3 separate regions of the Mus musculus genome follow, and regions 1 and 3 are each linked to region 2. The links are chromatin contacts, called in public Hi-C maps. All regions are on one chromosome and are shown on one strand. The core of a region is the stretch at or near the end of the contact, and the rest is flanking DNA. Distances in the headings are between cores, read along the strand shown. Region 1 has its middle 16 kb from the start of 7530428D23Rik. Region 2 overlaps Gm31610 (a long non-coding RNA gene). Region 3 overlaps Gm31813 (a long non-coding RNA gene).

Region 1 (3,537 bases), core at 140-2,639, 340 kb before region 2:
ATCCTTTAACACTTAGGTCTCTCTTGTCATATTTATTCATGGGCCCACTCATTCCACAAATGAGGTGTACTTATTTGGTTTCCTCTGACCTTCCTCGATATCAGTAATGCATCTTCCTCATATATTTCAAAATGTATCTAATGATAAGTGCTCAAAACATGCTATAAAGGTTCTAAGATTTGAGAGCACTTGATGTTTACGTAGATCCTGAAAAGCTCTCCCCTCAGTCCCAAATCTGAACAACCATAGTGTAGAATAGGGGTTGATCTATTTGATGGAGTTCCTTGTAAACTTAAACAATCGAGGGAATAAATCTAAAAGTGGGTAGCTATCTTCCTTCTGAAATATCTGTGTGGGTTGGGCTCCTCTGTGTCTCCATCCTTAAAGTCTATTTCACCTGCTCTCTGTCTCTTCACAGCCGACCTCCTCATACTGTGATACCCAAGAATCTTGTTGCTCATGATAGAGAATTTTGTTAGAATAGTTCTGGCCTATTTGCTAAGTATATAATTTAGCAAATTCTTCCCATTCAAGTCAACTGAGGACTGAGTTAGGGTTACTGTTTTCTGTAAAGGCACTCATGTCACCTGTTAAGCCTGGTTCTGTCATATCCTATGTATCTAAGAAAATTACCTAAACCTGAACTTCAAGTTTGGAAAATAATGCTGTCTATTTTACACAAGAGAAAAATACCCTGGAATCTCATGGCGCCTGATGAATGTAAGTCTCAGCATGTCATCTTTTAATCACAGTAGGGGAGCAAATGTTAGCAGTGCATGATGCTCTGAGGTCTTTGTCACCGCAAAGGGTAATTGCAGTGATCACTTTGCACACAATCATAGCTGGCTTGCCTTCTGGAATCATTCTTCTACACTGAATAAAGGAGGCAAAGCCAATGCAAGCACTTCAGCCATGGTTTCTCAGAGATGTTTTATTGCTTGAATTAACCACAAGAGCTTTGAAACTGTCTTAAAACATGCAAATAAAATGTGATTCATTAGTCATTAACTAATAAATTCAGTGTGTTCCAGTGCCATCATACCCAGACAAGAAGATCATTGAAATAAACCCAAGTATTTCCCATGAAGATGTTAAAGGATACTCATTTCTTTTCCAGAGAATAAAGAAACACATCTTAATGTAGTAACTAGGAAATACTTGTTTCTAAGCCATTGCAGTTTGTTCTGTTAATCTCTCATATCTCACTGCAGAAGAGCCAAGCTAGCATGGCAATTGGCCACTGCATGAGTTTGGAAACAATGTAACTCTTCCCAGTCTTCCAGAGTTTGCTTTTTGGGCCAGAAGCCCAGTGAATTTGGACACGGCTGTCCCCTGAACTTAAGTTGCCAGTTAACATTTTCATGTCTAGGCTTTTATTTGTCTTCTTTGTTCCAGAAAGTTCTTTGTTTTCTGATTAAATGTTCCACTGTGCGGTACCCACAGATCCCTAACCTATTTCAGTGGCTGAGTTGCCAAGGCTGAGATTTAAAGAGACAGTTACTATTAAAAACAGTTGTGTCTTTACTCTGGATCTAGGTCTGCCCTACATATAATTTCAGTGCATGAAATTTATCCTTGGTTTTATCCTTGGTTCTAAAATTGGGCCTTTTCAGTCTCTTTCCACCTTAGAGGGCTTTCCCCAACTAAATCTCTGCCAAGTTGCTCTGGTGCCTTTTCTAAACTTAGGTAACGAGACCCTAATTCTTATTAAAGTACTGACAGCATAGAAAATTATTTATATCTGAAATTAATATGGCCAAAATTTGGAAATGGTTAAGACCCTAAGGAATGAAATACTAATAGATGACTTGGATGGATCCAGAATTACTGTATAGCAATTTTTACTGGTTTTAATAATAATTTAAAAATGGAGAGATGAACCTTGCTTAGTTCCTTAATGTGTGTCTTAGTTAGGCTTTTACTGCTGCGAACAGACACCATGACCAAGGCAACTCTTATAAGGACAACATTTATTTGGGGCTGGCTTGTAGGTTCAGAGATTGAGTCCATTTTCATCAAGGCAGAGCATAGCAACACCCATGCATGGTACAGGAGGAGCTGAGAGTTCTATATCTTCATCTGAAGGCTGATAGAAGACTGGCTTTCAGGCAGCTAGAACTAGGGTCTTAAAGCCCACAGCCACAGTGACACTCTTCCTCCAACAAAGCCACACCTACTCCAGTAACATTGCACCTCCAAAGAGTGCCAATCCCTGGGTCAAGCATATTCAAACCACCACAATGTGCATTGTCTTGTGGGAATTTAGAAGCCATATAGGCTTCTGTGGATACGATTCTCGTGAAGAACACCTCAGAGCCAATGCTCAGATTGCAAGCTAAGGCAGGAAAGTACAAGAGAGATAAGCCTGAGTGGGCTAGTGGTTAGTGCTGTGTCTACTCTCAGGCTCACTAATAGGTGGTATGGGGACCCAGGCACCCCCAGTAACATAAGGCTGCTGAGTGTCAGGGTGGCCTAAATATCTCTGAATAGAAACAATTGCCACCTCTATTTCTTGTCCTGATGAAATGACATCTCTTACACCTGCCTTCTTTTTGTGTCTCAATTTTTCTTAGCTGTAAGGTTTGGGGTAAAGGACAGATGTACCTCCCCTCTTCTACTGTGATTTTTACTAAACATTGGGATAGGGAAAATCAAAATGGGACTCTGCTGAGCAGAGAGAAAGCCTGCAGTGTTTGAGTCATACTACAGGTTGCTGTGACAATCTGTGTGCTAGGCTAAAGAGCCCAATCACAGCTAGGCCCCAGAGGTAGGAAGGGTGGTATGAGAGCTCTGCTGTGACATGAACCTAGCCTTAGGCAGATCCCTCATTTTTAGGTCTTGTAACCTTCACTTCTCTGTCTTCTTTATATTCATGACTAGGCCAAGAGCAGAGCTCCATATGTCTGGTAGACCTCTCTCTGGGATCACAGAAATGTCTATTCTTTGGCATGACTGGAGCATGCTCTAAGGTGAACAAATACAAGAGACACACACATGCATGCCATTCTCCAGCCTTTGGTATAATCTGGTGTGGTTGTTCCTTGGGGAATAGTCGAATGGCAAGGAACTCAGAAGGCATGATATTTAATATGTCACAGCATACTAAGGAGATGAAGATACTTCATCATATATATATTATATATATACATATATATTACATATTAACAGATAAATATGCTTTATATAATCTGCCCACTCCTTCTGTGGCTACAGCATACCTTAAAGCATGCAATTAGAAGTTTATTTTGATGCATTCAGTTTTAATTCATTTATATTTCCACACATGACTACTGAGGACCAAAGCCCCACACATGGTTGGAATGCTACCGTATGACTTGATTAGGACTGAGACCAATCATTGTCTGTTGAGTTGAACTTGAACATGACCATTTTTTAACATATTTACCAAAAGGTCTATTTTTACTATATATTTTTCAAATGTCTAAAATCATTTGTTGTCAATAAATTTCCAAATTTCCAATTTATATAGTAGTACAACTAAAATATTGTCCAAATTCTGAGTATATATAGTTATTT
Region 2 (4,016 bases), core at 515-3,014:
AATGCTGAGGGCATCAATCTGATCAGGTATCAGTGATACTCAGATAATAAAGGTGATCTGATATAAGAGACCAGAGAGTTGATGGGCTCTTGTTAACTAAATTTAAAAGCAATTTTACTAAAACTGAATTTTATGAGGAAATACTACCAATAAGTATAGCGGATAATTTAAGAACATAATGAGAAACATATTAAACATAGGCTGGAGCTATGGATCAGTTGATAGAGTGGTGGACTAGCATGCAAAAGGCCCTGCAATTCATAAACTAATTTTGTAGATGGATACCTGTAGTCCCAGACCTGAGATATGGATGCAGAATGATTAGAAGTTCAGGGTAAGTATGGATTATATAGTAGTGAGTTTGAGGCTAATCTAGGGTACATGAGACCCTGCCTCAAAACAAAATAAATCAAACAATGCAACCTCTAGTTAAAGTGTTTAACTGAAGCATCTTTTTGTCATCATTTGGAAGGTACCAACCTCCTGATGTGAGAGAGTCTAGAAAGGCCTGTTGAGGGGATATTGGTATCTTGGTAGTATACCACTTGGTAGTATTTCACTGGAAACTACTAGAGTCTCAGAGTGTGAAATGACAGAATTTAATTAAGAGTGCCTAAGATAATACGAAAGCTACTTTTTCTCTGACTATAAAGGAGTGGACAGGTTGGACATGCAGAGAAGAAGGTATTGCAATGATCCTCCAAAGTGAAAGACAGCAAATTATTCTGACTTAACTACAAATGTACTTCATGGAGCAAGACAAGCGATTAGATACAGGGTTCCAGGGGAAGAGAGAATCAGGAAGGGGAGAGACTTCAGGGAAGAGCTTAGAGTTCAACCTTGAGTCTGAGTGTTGCAGCTGTGTAGCCTACTAGGACAACTTTGGCTTCCAGTACCTACTAAGAGCTGCCACTGCCAAATGAATGTAAGGGACAGTATCTGAAAGAATTTTTTTTAATTTTGATTGTTTTAATTGGTTAGGGTCTGAAGTATACCTGTCTGACCTCAAACTTCCTATGTAACCTTGAACTTCTGCTCCTCCTGCCTTTACTGCCTGAGTTCTGAGACTACTGACTTTGGCCACCACACTGTGTGTGGTGCTGTGGACAGAATCCAGGGATTTGTGTATGCTAATCAAGTATTCTACCAACTAATCCCCAACCCAGCCCTTAAGGCTATCCTTTGTCTTTGAAACAATTGTTCCTTTAATAAGTTTACACAACCCTTAAATTACCCTTAGCCATTTCTTCTTCTCTTCCTCTTTGTTTCTTTTTAATTTTTTCTTTCCTCTATTTTTTAAAGACAGTTAACAGTTAGCTGTCATCATGTGAGGGCAGGCCAACTCCTAAATTGAGATTAGCCCGTTCATTTAGTGCAGGGACTGAGCTTTTAAATAAAATATTAGGTAATGGATGTACCAGGAACAAACTAAAAAAGATGCCAGCTTTTCTTACTGATTTCAGTTTTATCCTCTAGTGTCTCCCACTGAAAGAAAGTCATGAGGCCACATGACCCAGCACTGTGGGGCCAGAACTGGGCTTTGCTCTTCAGGGCTCCAAATTGTTCCCTTAAGTAAACTGAATTACACCACAAGCCGGTCTCATCACTGAAGGCTGCACAAGAGCTTCTTGTACCTTTTTAAAAGGCAGAAAGTGCCACATAGCCTTTCAAAGTGCTAACAGCCTGCTTCCTACAGCCATCTGCATTGGCAGACCCTGAGAAGCAGAGCAGGGCAGACCCAGATGGAGCAGAGCAGACCCGGGGGTGGGGGACAGTGTGTGGGAACTGGTGAAGGCAAATTCTGTCCACGTGGGAGCCAAGCCCAGTCCAAAGAGATTTCTATCACATGTTTTCTTTCCTTTGCCTGTGTTGACACATTTCTTTCTGAAAGCAGCCAGAGATTTTAATGGGTGTTTTCATAGAGTGAGTTCCTGACCCCTCCCGGTTCAACACTAGGGAGCTTTAAACAGGATGGAAAATGAACACAAACAGGAATATGTTGGGAAGATACAGTAGGGAAGAATTCTGTGGCTCCCTGTGCCAGTACAAATGCCTGCTTAATTAGAAAAATCAATCTTGGCTGTCCAGGTGACAGATAGGAATCCTCTTTTGGAGGTGAGAAAGTCCAGTCATGGTGAGATAATTTTTTCCCATTACTAAAGGCAGCCTAATGTATGTCTCTAAGCAGTTTGGCTTAGAAGAACTTGTTAAAAACCACCACATTCCTCCTCCCGTTAATTGAATCTTGGTGAAGCGGGGGAGGGAGAACGGGGCAGCTTGCATTAAAAAAAAAAAAAAAAAAAAAAAACCTCTTTAAAGATACCCAAGTTCTGAGAGATGATTTCATAACTGTTATCAAAGGAATGGCAGTGTTTTGATAAGGACCAGAATGGAAACTGTCTGTCCATGCTTATAAAACACTAACTTGAGAGGTTTTGCCTTGCTAGAGAAAATGATTGAAGATGTTGAGTCATCTGCTCTCTGTGACAGACTAGAGGTCTAGGATTCTCTCTGGATGGATAAGGAAACAGCAGCCCACAGGGCTGGTGCACTGGCAACCAAATCCGAATGAGTGTGCTTGCTTGGATGTCCTTTCTCAGGTGCCTTCTGCTTTTTGCTTGAGATGGGAGCACTCATTTGTCTAGTAATTTCCAAGTAGGCAAAACTAATTGTTCAGTGAGCTGGGTATCTACCTTCCACTATATCTCCTTTCACCATTCACTGCTGAAGTAAAAAATGTACACTCTACACCCATTTTATATGGTTTTCTTATATGGGTTCTGGGGATCTGCTTTGCCAGTTGATTCTGGGATTTCAGAGTTTAGCCTGATCACAGCTGCATGTATAGTGACTCCAAGAGCCAGAGAGTAAAGTTGTCTCTCCCCCAGGTCTCTCTGTATGTCCCAGACACCTCGTGGATTCTTTAAAGGAGGCTATGATGGCACCTGAGCTGGCTGTTTTCTTTCCTACTACAGTGTGGGTTTCTGTGACAGCCTTGGATCTCTTTGAGTAGTTGGTTTAAGCTCCATCCAAGACACAAGGTTCACAGCACGTGGCAGTGGAGCCATACTTTCCTGCTTCTGGACTGATTTGCCTCCAGTCTGAAATGTAAAACACCTGTTTTAGCTGTGGCTCCACTTCTGTTTTCTTGGTTTTATTTATTTATTTCTTGGGCTTCCATAATCCTGCCTTTGTAGCTTTTTCTCCCAGGGTGGTTTCTACTGAGGGTTCTTTCTGAGAGAAAAAGCCCCTAATAAAATGCCCAATGCAAAACTATCCTTTGAAGAAATTTAGAAAGCTCCTTGGCTTTAAAAAGAACAAATACAAACCAAACCTGGAAACAAACAGACCAATGCTTCCAAAAAGCCTACCCTCATTGCTTAGAAGGTCTTTCCATGGATTTTTTTTTGTTTCTTTGCCTTCAATATCTCAATTGTTCACTGTGATTCCAGTGATTCCAGGCCTTCCCCCAACCTACACTGGCCAAATATACTTGAGCTAAAGAAAAAAAAAATGTTCTCTGGTTTCATTGAAATCTTGCTAGTCAGTCGTCACGTGGATATTCACATGTGGATTCCATCTGTGGTGTTGAATCATTTCTGGAGAGCCCACAGCTGAGACGGAGCTCATTCATGACGTGAAGCCTGTGGTCCTTATCCCTCTCTATTTTAGGAAGCCAACTGAGTACAGACAGGAGAGGAAACTGGATACTGTCTACCAGGGAATGGTTGGTTAGATTATGAAGCATCTTAAGGTGTCTCTGTTTTCATTTTAGGCATTCGCTTCAGCTTAAAGCATTTATTATTTGATGATACAGGTTTTAAAATAAATCCTTGAAGCGGGACCCAGAGAAGATAGCAGCCTTTATTCAGTTACCCCCACCAAGGGGAGGTGGACGTATAGAAAATGTCTGGCTCTTAAAGGATCCGTGTGTTGTCTTCTTTGGGACACCCATGAGGTCTGGATGAGGTCTGAAGGTCAGTGGGGTGGTTTAAATGGAAAAGACAGAACGACAA
Region 3 (3,501 bases), core at 499-2,998, 410 kb before region 2:
AAGAGTCTGTTTAAAAAAACAAGAGAACCATATAACATACTTTATTTCTTTTTAAATAATATTTTTATTTTCGACAATGGCATATATTTATACAATGTCTTTTGATCAAACCCATCCATCATTAACCTCCCTCCAACTCATCCTATTGCTCCTCTCCCACACCTCTTTCCTGACCTCATGCCTTCTTTCTTTATTTGTATTAATAACCTCCTGAGGCCAATTAATGCTGCCCATATGCACATAGGTGTGGGGCCATTCACAGGGCCATAGGCAAACTAATATCTGCCATGTTCCATTTTATTTCTTCTTAAATCCATAGTTAAGTGACAGAGAAAGCTTCTGAGAAGAAAGAAGCAAGAGAAAAGGAGCCGTCATGGCTTACTTTGTACTGGGAACTCTGGTGCCTTATAACATAACACGTCCAAGTGTAACAAAGCTATCTAAGAGAAAAGCACTCAATTAGGAACAAACAAATCTATAAAAACAGAAAGAGGGGATGAAGCCGAGTCGCTTATAATCCCAGTGAAAGTGGAAGCAGGGAGATCAGGAGTTCAAGGTCATCTCTGGCTGTATGTGGGGCCTAGGGCAGGCTACAGTACCTGCTTTAAAACAAAAAGCATTTATTTTGAAGGTTTTATAATGTATGCTGGCAGTTTTTTGTTTTGTTTTGTTTTGTTTTAAAGATAAAGGCATTTTCTTTCTTGTTTTCTTTTTAAATAGTAAAAACCTAACAACTCCGAGCTTGGTAGAGACCCTGTTTCAAGAGCAAAAAGGAAGAAGGGAGAAGAAGAAGATGGGTAATGTTCTCCTACCGTTAAAACTCTCCCGCACTTGTCTGCCTTTGGAGATTTCTGTGCCAAATTCAACAGTTAAGACTTTGGTGATGGGAAAGATGACGCTTTTCTTGTCCTCTTTGTGTATGTTCAGCTGTGTGTCCATGCACACTTGTGTATCCGTGAAATGCATGTTTGTGCGCATGCATGAGTAAGCCTGATGTCAGTCTCAGGTTTAATTCTTCAGGAGCTATGTATCATGTTTTTCTTAAAGGCAGTGATTCTTACTGGAACCTGGGGCTTGCCCATTAGGCTATGCTGGTTGGCCAGTGAACCCCAGGGATCCACCTGTTCCCACTTGCCCACTGCTTAGATTCACCAACCATCACACCAGACGTTTTACATGGGTAATAGGGATTGAAGTCAGGTTCAAATGTTTACACGGGATGAACTTTTCCTGAGTGGGCCGTCTCTGTAGCCCCACCATGGGACACTTCACTTATCCTTTTTATTCACCATCAAATGTATATATATTTTTTCTGAAAATATTAGCCTTTTGCATTTGACATGTATTGCCAGAGAAGTCACAGGGTAGAATTCTGTAGCCATCTATCAAGGCTTGAGGAGACATGCAAATGTTCTGTGTACCGACTGAGAGGTACTCTGAGCGCATATCACCATTAGTGAAGTGTGATTAGGCAGAGAATGGAATTTTACACTGCTTACCTCTTCTGACTTTTTCATTTGCAGTCCAGCCTTAGCTCATCGGGTACAGATCGGTTTACATCCTTGAATGTGCGTGAAACCAACCTGGGGCTCTTTGGAGCTCTTAATTGCTGTGTGATTTGATATCACAGTGCAGTGAAGCTAGGCAAGCTAATTGTTTTCCTGACTGAATTTCATCCCTCCCTCCCTCTGCCTGGAGGAGGGGATAAAGCAAAAAACAAAGCAGGGAATGTCTCTGGGCTGCACATCTTTCCTTTCCAGCAACATCATTTGTGATGGGTAGCAGCCTCGTCATCACACAGTCGATCATGATGAGGGATAATTATAATCCTTAAGTGGTTTCAGCTTTGGGTTGTTAGTAGTGGGAGCAAAATGAGGATGGGTGGGAGTGTGAAAGACAAATATGGTTTACTCAGCTTTAGTGTTCTCTTGCAGCATTTCAGAAATAGAAGAAAGACATTTCTCTGTGCGTCTTGCTGGGGAGCGGAGTTATAGTTCATAGCTACATTGTGTGATGTGAAACACGTACTGGACTAAAATTTATGGAAACAAATTAAATATTTGATTAATCACTTTAACTATTGATCAATTTGTATGGCTTCCTGTACATTGCCTTTTTCATAGCAATCAATAACGTGGGTGATGTATAAACAACATCTTCTGCAATAAATAATTATATTATGTAATGCGGGTTAAATTTAGAAATTGCTGTTTTATTGCATTTCTTCCTCATAAAATGTAGTGCCAAATAGTAATTGACACCGAGTTAGAGGTTTGTAATGCTTTACTTCAAATTTAATCCAGGAATTCTCTCAGAGGATTTACAGAAAGAGATCCCTGGAGCAAGAGCAAGGATGGGAAGCAGGGAGTACCTGAGCCAGGAGGCGGGGGGGGGGGGGGGGGAGGTCAAGACGTGATTGGTGGGGAGGGAAGGAGGGGCAGAGAAATTGAGAAGCCTGGTGTGGCAGATTGTCTCTTTTAGAACCCAGTAAGCCATTGTGATGGAAATGGACATCAGGCAAGGCAGAGTTCAGTTGCAAAAGGCTGAGATTGGAGCCCAGGCCCCCAGGAGGGCAAACTGCCTCTGACAATAAGATGGGAGATTTATTAGGAAGAAACACAAAGCTCTTTCCCTCTCCCTGGTGTTTCTAAAGCATTTAGCCTGCCAGGAGAACCAAGGCTTCTGTTAGCACTAATCACTTCCGGAGCGTCCCCAGTTGCTTTGAGACTAAATGTCTGCTGGCCACGAATCAATTCTCTCCCCACCCCCACCCCAAGGATTAGCTGTTTCATCTTTACGTAGATAATTCAATCATCTCCAAGAGAAATGGAGGCGACCGAAGCAGCTAGAAGCAGAACCAGGGAGCACAGTACACTCTTGTTTGCTCTGGAAGGACACCCTATTCCAAAGGAGAAGGTGGTAGTGGGACTATTTGCAGCACTGTTATCTGAAGGGGCCTTCCGTTGAAAATTATGCAGTAGCTGTATTTGGACCATTCTTTTTTTTCTTTTTTTAATATATTTTTTATTAGGTATTTTCTTAATTTACATTTCAAATGCTATCCCTATACCCTCCACCCCCACCCCGGCCCGGCCCTGCTCCCATACCCACCCACTCCCACTTCTTGGCCCTGGCGTTCTCCTGAGGAATATAAAGTTTGCTAGACCAAGGAGCCTCTTTCTCAATGATGGCCGACTAGGCCATCTTCTGCCTCATATGCAGCTAGAGACACGAGCTGGGGGTACTGGTTAGTTCATATTGTTGTTCCACCTATAGGGTTGCAGACCCCTTCAGCTCCTTGGGTATTTTCTCTAGCTCCTCCATTGGGGACCCTGTGTTCCATCCAATAGATGACTATGTGCATCCACTTCTGTATTTGCCAGGCACTGGCATAGCCTCACATGAGACAGGTATATCAGGGTTCTTTCAGCAAAACCTTGCTGGCATATGCAAGAGTGTCTGGGTTTGGTGACTGATTATGGGATGGATCCCCGGATGGGG

What was found. Hi-C and Micro-C count contacts between places; a contact is called where the count stands out from the background.
Region 1: a contact with region 2 is called in a Hi-C map of uterus. The contact joins two enhancer-like sites. A contact is called at or near these places in 5 of 484 Hi-C or Micro-C datasets (the HL-1 cell line, adipose-derived mesenchymal stem cells, embryonic fibroblasts and 2 more), 1 of 115 datasets of contacts at active chromatin or transcription factors (heart atrium) and 1 of 9 other capture datasets (embryonic stem cells).
Region 3: a Hi-C map of cortical neurons shows a contact between it and region 2, with 2.4 times the contacts expected there. The contact joins two enhancer-like sites. A contact is called at or near these places in 2 of 484 Hi-C or Micro-C datasets (cerebral cortex and cortical neurons) and 1 of 9 other capture datasets (embryonic stem cells).

The regions. Positions count from the first base shown.
Region 1 is chr3:21,814,948-21,818,484 of GRCm38.p6, reverse strand. No RefSeq gene overlaps it. Among named protein-coding and RNA genes, the nearest start is that of 7530428D23Rik, 16 kb to the right of the region's middle. Within about 2 kb of position 1,389, at least 42 of the 459 cell types and tissues checked have an H3K27ac peak or open chromatin away from gene starts, as enhancers often do. A contact at or near this core is called in heart atrium and uterus, where this site is marked.
Region 2 is chr3:21,477,124-21,481,139 of GRCm38.p6, reverse strand. The region is part of intron 1 of Gm31610 (a long non-coding RNA gene); the gene reads left to right. Among named protein-coding and RNA genes, the nearest start is that of Gm31610, 11 kb to the left of the region's middle. Within about 2 kb of position 1,764, at least 105 of the 459 cell types and tissues checked have an H3K27ac peak or open chromatin away from gene starts, as enhancers often do. A contact at or near this core is called in cerebral cortex, cortical neurons, heart atrium and 1 more, where this site is marked.
Region 3 is chr3:21,891,393-21,894,893 of GRCm38.p6, reverse strand. It overlaps Gm31813 (a long non-coding RNA gene), which reads left to right. Exons shown (of 8, transcript XR_001783797.2): 4 at 721-797. Among named protein-coding and RNA genes, the nearest start is that of Gm31813, 71 kb to the left of the region's middle. Within about 2 kb of position 1,748, at least 67 of the 459 cell types and tissues checked have an H3K27ac peak or open chromatin away from gene starts, as enhancers often do. A contact at or near this core is called in cerebral cortex and cortical neurons, where this site is marked.